Linked DNA regions of Rattus norvegicus: region 2 is linked to region 1. The links are chromatin contacts, called in public Hi-C maps. All regions are on one chromosome and are shown on one strand. The core of a region is the stretch at or near the end of the contact, and the rest is flanking DNA. Distances in the headings are between cores, read along the strand shown.

Region 1 (2,886 bases), core at 219-2,718:
CAACACTGGCAGAGTTGATGAAGCCATAAGACTTACCGTTTCAGACAAAAGCCCCCAGGCGCTGAAGAGGTGGCCCAGTGGTTAAGAGCAGTATAATATTTTCCACTTCATTTATCTGCAAAATGTATTCATTTTTATGTATATGGGTGTTACAGACGTGTGTGGTGTGTGTGTGTGTATGTGAATGGGGGGGGGGGGAAGGATATCACTGTATGGTTCTGGCTGGCTTGAATGGCTTGAAACTTGCTGTGTAGAACAAGTTGGCCTCAGTTTGCAGCAGTTCAGGCCCTCCTAAGAGCCGGGCTGATCTGCAAACATATCTCATTCTGTTCCCAGCTCCTGAACCCAACACAGCCAGGTTAATGCAGTCTTCAGATACAAGAAAAGCCTTATTGTATCTTATCCGTGGGTTTAGGTCGAAGCAGTTTTATGTAGCCCAAACTTGCTATGTAGCTTAGGATGACTTTGAACTCCTGATCTTCCTGTGTCCTGAATGCTCAGATGACAGGCATGTGCCACCCTCCCTAGTTTATGCCAGCAATGGAACCCAGGGCTCTCTGCATGTGAGGATACCAGCTGAGTTACGTCCTCAGCGAAGATCAGTTTTATTAACTGTTCAAATTGCCAGTATTAACTTCATGCTCAGTACCATTTACAATGTGCTACATACACAGGATAACAGGGTACGTTCTAGCAACAAGGCTCCCCAACATGTAAAGAGAAAGGATAGGGTGGGGACCAAAGCCCCCAAACACTCACATGCATGTATCATTGTGCAGTGTTAAGAGCAACTGATCCAGCTGGTTAACCGGAAGGGGAGGATTGGAAATGTAATAAAACCTGGTCTTAGGGACTAAACACCAATCGCAAGTAATATATTCCTTCTCGTGCTGTCGAGAGCTTGCTTGGATGTGGGGCTGATATTCTGAGAACTGGGTTTCAGAGTTACGAAACTACGGATCTTTCCTGCCAGATTCCATACCCACCTGCCAGGAGCGCTGATCAAAAGCCTCACACTCACGGTGCCTCTTGCGCCACCACGCGGTCACCTGAGGTATCTCAGGCTTCTTATTCCAAAGCCCCGCAGCAGGGGTAATCAGAAGATTGCAAGGATACCTTTACCGGATTTCATTCTTGACCGGAAGGTGCTTGAACAGAATGGCCTTCCCTGCCTGGAGCGCTCAGTTTTAGCAGCTGAGTTCCATTATTTTCTTAGGTACCCAACTCAGCTAAAAGCCTACCCTTGGTTTCATGCAGAAAAGAATTCAGGAAGAGGAGCCGCTATGAAGCCGAATTGAAATTTACTAAAAGACATTTTAAATAGAAGACGTATAAGGCTCTGGGTTGTGGGCTTCTCCAAAAGACCGACTTCATTGTCTTTAAAATGGCCACTTTCTCCTTGTTGGAGTTTGAAGCTGCTGACTTGGAAGGGTTGCTAGGACTTTGGACAGAAGATTACAGAGGTACGCAGGGCAGGATTACAATGGACAGAGTAAAGCTGACCACTCAGCAAGGTAGGGGAGGAGCGCTCCTGTAAGCAAAGCCAGCTATCTCTTTAAATAAAAAAGATTTATTTTCACTTAAAAGTTTTTTAGGGCCGGGCAGTGGTGGCACATGCCTTTAATTCAAGCACTCAGGAGGCAGAGGCAGGCAGATCTCTGTGAGTTCAAGGCCAGCTTGGTCTACAGGGATAGAAACTCTTGAAAACTCAAAATTTAGGCATTTTTTTTTTTTTTTTTTTTGGCCAGTGTGGTAGCATATGCCTTTAATTCCAGCACTCAAGTGGCAGAGACAGGTAGATCTCTCTGAGTCAGAGGCCAGCCTGGGTTTACACAGTGAGTTCTAGACGTCCAGCACTACAGAGTGAGACCCCATGAAACAAAGGAGCTGCAGACAGAACTCAGTAGTTAAGAGCACTCGCTACTCTTCCATAGGACCCAAGTTCAATTCCCAGCACCCGCATCGAGTGGCTTATAACTGTAACTCCAGCTCCTGAAGGATATGATGCACTCATGTTAACACCCCTCCACGACTAAAAACAGTAATAGAGTATAAAATAAAATAAAAAACTCTTGAGAGGCTGAGGCTGGTGGATCTCTGAGTTTAAGGCCAGCCTGGTCTACGGAGGGAGTTCCAGGACAGCTAGGAGAAACCCAGTCTCAAAAGAACCAAAAGTGAACAAACACAAAAACAAACAAAAAGGTTTACTTCTGAAGGCTGGGGAGATGGCCGAAGCATTAACAGCACTCACTGCCCTTGCAGAGAACCCACACCGTGTCTCACAGCCGTTATTCCAGGTCTAGGAAGTCGGAGGTTCTGTGCTGGCCCACTTGGGTCATTACATCTGTGTGGTACATGTAAACTCATGCAAGCAAACACATATAAAGTAAGTGCATAAATCTCCTTTAAAAGACTGTAACTTTTTAAAAAAGATTTATTGTAGCTGTCTTCAGACACACCAGAAGAGGGCATCAGATCTCATTACAGATGGTTGTGAGCCACCATGTGGTTGCTGGGAATTGAACTCAGGACCTCTGGAAGAGCAGACAGTGCTCTTAACCACTGAGCCGTCTCTCCAGCCCCAAGGTTGTAACTTTTATTGTTTTAAAATATAGTTCAGTCTTCTCCTGGCTGCCTTGGAGTCAAGATGCAGAACTCTCAGCTCCTCCCCCAGCACCATGTCTGTCTGCACGCTGCCACACTATGATCATAATGGGCTAAACCTCTGAAACTGTAAACCAGGCCCAAATAAATGTTAGCCTTTATAAGAAAATAAAGAAAAGGAAACAAAGTTCATGTGTACGCAATACCCTCCAAAGTCAGAAGAGGGCGCTCTATCACCCTCAGCCCAGATTTCTGCATTGTAACAGGACACTGGACAAAATA
Region 2 (2,886 bases), core at 218-2,717, 110 kb before region 1:
TCTAGGGTGACTCTGTCACAGGCGCCCTTACTTACCAAGCTTGTGAATAGGAGCCTATGTTTCTGTCTTAAAATAGCTGAAGAAAGTTCTTTAAAAAGAGCTTCCAGTTGGGTGGTCAAATGGCTTTTTATTGTCTTCCTCTCATGAGAGTTCAAGAATTCTCTCATATTTTCCCTTTTCATTTATAGCACAAGTCATAACAGGAAGAACCATTGATCTCTGGAACTTCCTGATGTAAGATGCCCAGGCTGGCTAAGGGGTCTTGGAGTCAGGCATCACCCCCAGCAAAGGAATCCTCTCTCCAACGGTGCCCTTGCCAGAAAAGTAGCCTTGGATCACACTGTCAACTATGGGCACCTCCAGACTCTAGTGTAGGAACTAAGGGGGAGATTGCTGAATTGGAGTACGGTGAAAAGAACTGAGCTCGGGGGAGTGAGACTTTGACTCTCCTGGGCCTCCTAACACAAGCTGTGGCCTCTGAATGCTCTATGGTAGACCCTGACTAAAACAGGGGCTCCAGAAGAAAAAAGGTCCCTGCCGCATTAACCCTTGCCTTCCTCCCTTGACCCTTACTTTTACTCCTTACATTTCTTGCTCATTGATGGTCCAACTCCTACATAGCCATTAAACCCTCTACTTGCTGTTTGTTCTGGGGCCCCTGCCTGTCCTAACTCTTGCTTTCTTCCCATGAGGATTCATCTCATTACTCTTCTCTCTCTCCACCCCCTATTCCCAGAGAAGACTCTCATATTTGTCCTAACAGAAGTTTTCATTTTGCTCAGCAGTGATGGCACGTGCCTTTAATCCCAGCACTCAGAAGACAGAGGCAGGCAGATGTTTGAGTTGTGAGTTCAAGGCTGCCTGGTCTACAGAGTGAATTCCAGGACAGCTAAGACTGTAGTCTTACCAAATAAAATAGAATAAAATAAAAAGATTTTTATTGGGTTGGGGATTTAGCTCAGTGGTAGAGCGCTTGCCTAGCAAGCGCAAGGCCCTGGGTTCGGTCCCCAGCTCCGAAAAAAAAAAAAAGATTTTTATTTCTTCAAGGGAAAAATGTTTACTAGAGCCATGAAACTTGGAGACAGAAATGGTGGCTGGATTGCCCTGGCCCCCTCTTCCTCACTACTGTTTGTCTACTCACAACGTTTTTGTGAGTCTCAGGCTACCCACCTCTCCCAACTGGCCAACACTCTTCACAGCCACTCAAGGCCTGCTGGTTCTCCTTTCCTCCATCCCAAATCCCACGGCATCCCTGGAAATTTTACATCCTGGGTTAACAGTTGATCAGCCTAGACATCTCTGGGAGTTTCTTTCCTCCTGGGATTTCATGTCAGCCACCAGCCCCAGGGCTTGGCAAGGGCTTGGCCATGAGCTGGAACCTCGATCTCTGGTTCATTTTTCCTTCTGCTCAGCTATTTCATGCCTCGTCTTCATGACCCCTGTACCTTGGCTTGCAAGGGACCTCAGTTCCTTGGACCTTGCCCTCCTTCAGTCCATAGTCCTCCTGGCCACAGCTCCGCTATATTACTCAGCTGTTGTCTTCAACAAATTCCATTCATTTCTTCTGGTCCCAGCAGAAATCCCTCAAGCCAAACCCTTCGTTCCCGCTCTGCTCAACTCCCCATGTGTTACCCTCTTAGTGTCATCCCTGGCTCTGCTGATATTTTCTTTTCTACTACTCCACCCAACAACAATCCCCTAAGCCCTCTCTCGTCATCTTTCACCCTGGCTTTCCTCACTCCCCTCCGTCTGGTCAATCCTCCTCTCCCTGGGATAGCTGTCTGTCATCTGTCCTGACCACACCATGCACACTGCCTTCTCTGAAGTTGCAGTCTTAGGTATTGGCATAAGACATCTTACCGTGCTCATGGGTTTAGAAAGTCAGAGAGCTGGGTTGTTTCTACTCTGAACTCAGAGCCTTGTCTGGGAGGACTTTGAAATCTAAGAATGACTTTACATCTGTGGGCTAGAATCATTTAAAGGCTTTCACATCTACCTCCTGAGTAAGGGTGATGATGCAAAGACCAGGTGCTCTGACCAGAGACCTACTCACAGGCGCTCTAGGCAGCTTAGCCTTCTCACCATAGAGTGGTCTCAGGGTAGTCTGGCTTCTTACATGAGATTCTCTAGTTTGCCAATGAATAGGGTGGGAATGGCATCACCAATTGTACCTCAGAAGTCCCATAGCATCACTTCTACTATACTTCATTAATCAAGGGAATGTAGCCTGTAGCTTTTCTACCTTGCCTAAGCTCTGAGAATAAGACTGGGCTGTGCTACCAGCCCCCACCCAGTTTCCCTTGAATCCAAGGATAAAAGACACAGACCTGCATATTGTTCATTTTCAACTTGCCTTCTTGGCACAATTGCTGGGCATTACTGAACTCCCATGGCTAGAGTGCCCTTATCAATACCCTTAGCTCTGCACTTCCCACCTGCCCTAAAGTTTAGTCACTCAGTTACATCTAATCCCGACTAAACATCCCCAAGCACCTGCCTGTAGGCGTGGTCACAGGCCGCCACTCCTTCTGAGATCTTACATGGCTCCTTTTTCTATCTCCAAAGCATGGTGAACTCTGAACTCTGCCTCTCCTCTCCTTGCATAGAGAACTCTGTCTCTCCTCTCCTCTCCTCTCCTCTCCTCTCCTCTCCTCTCCTCTCCTCTCCTCACCTTTCCTCAGGTCTGTCTCTTGTCTCCAGGGACTAGGAAGTCCCAACTATTCCTTCCACCCAGCAATTGACCCATGGCTTCTTTACTGACAGACCGAGAACCCATTGAGGAACAGGACCTTAGCCTCAGAACCACCCCTACAAGGAAATCCCCAGACACCTGGAGTTAAGAGAAAATGGCTAAACCCTATCTCGCATTGGGATGATGATGAGATT

Evidence for each region. Hi-C and Micro-C count contacts between places; a contact is called where the count stands out from the background.
Region 2: a contact with region 1 is called in a Hi-C map of kidney, with 5 times the contacts expected there. The contact joins two enhancer-like sites. A contact is called at or near these places in 10 of 12 Hi-C or Micro-C datasets (the A7r5 cell line, the Rat2 cell line, Schwann cells and 5 more).

What each region holds. Positions count from the first base shown.
Region 1 is chr5:118,480,318-118,483,203 of GRCr8, reverse strand. No RefSeq gene overlaps it. Among named protein-coding and RNA genes, the nearest start is that of L1td1, 6.9 kb to the left of the region's middle. Within about 2 kb of position 1,468, at least 2 of the 93 cell types and tissues checked have an H3K27ac peak or open chromatin away from gene starts, as enhancers often do. A contact at or near this core is called in kidney, where this site is marked.
Region 2 is chr5:118,590,437-118,593,322 of GRCr8, reverse strand. No RefSeq gene overlaps it. Among named protein-coding and RNA genes, the nearest start is that of Kank4, 11 kb to the right of the region's middle. Within about 2 kb of position 1,467, at least 1 of the 93 cell types and tissues checked has an H3K27ac peak or open chromatin away from gene starts, as enhancers often do. A contact at or near this core is called in kidney, where this site is marked.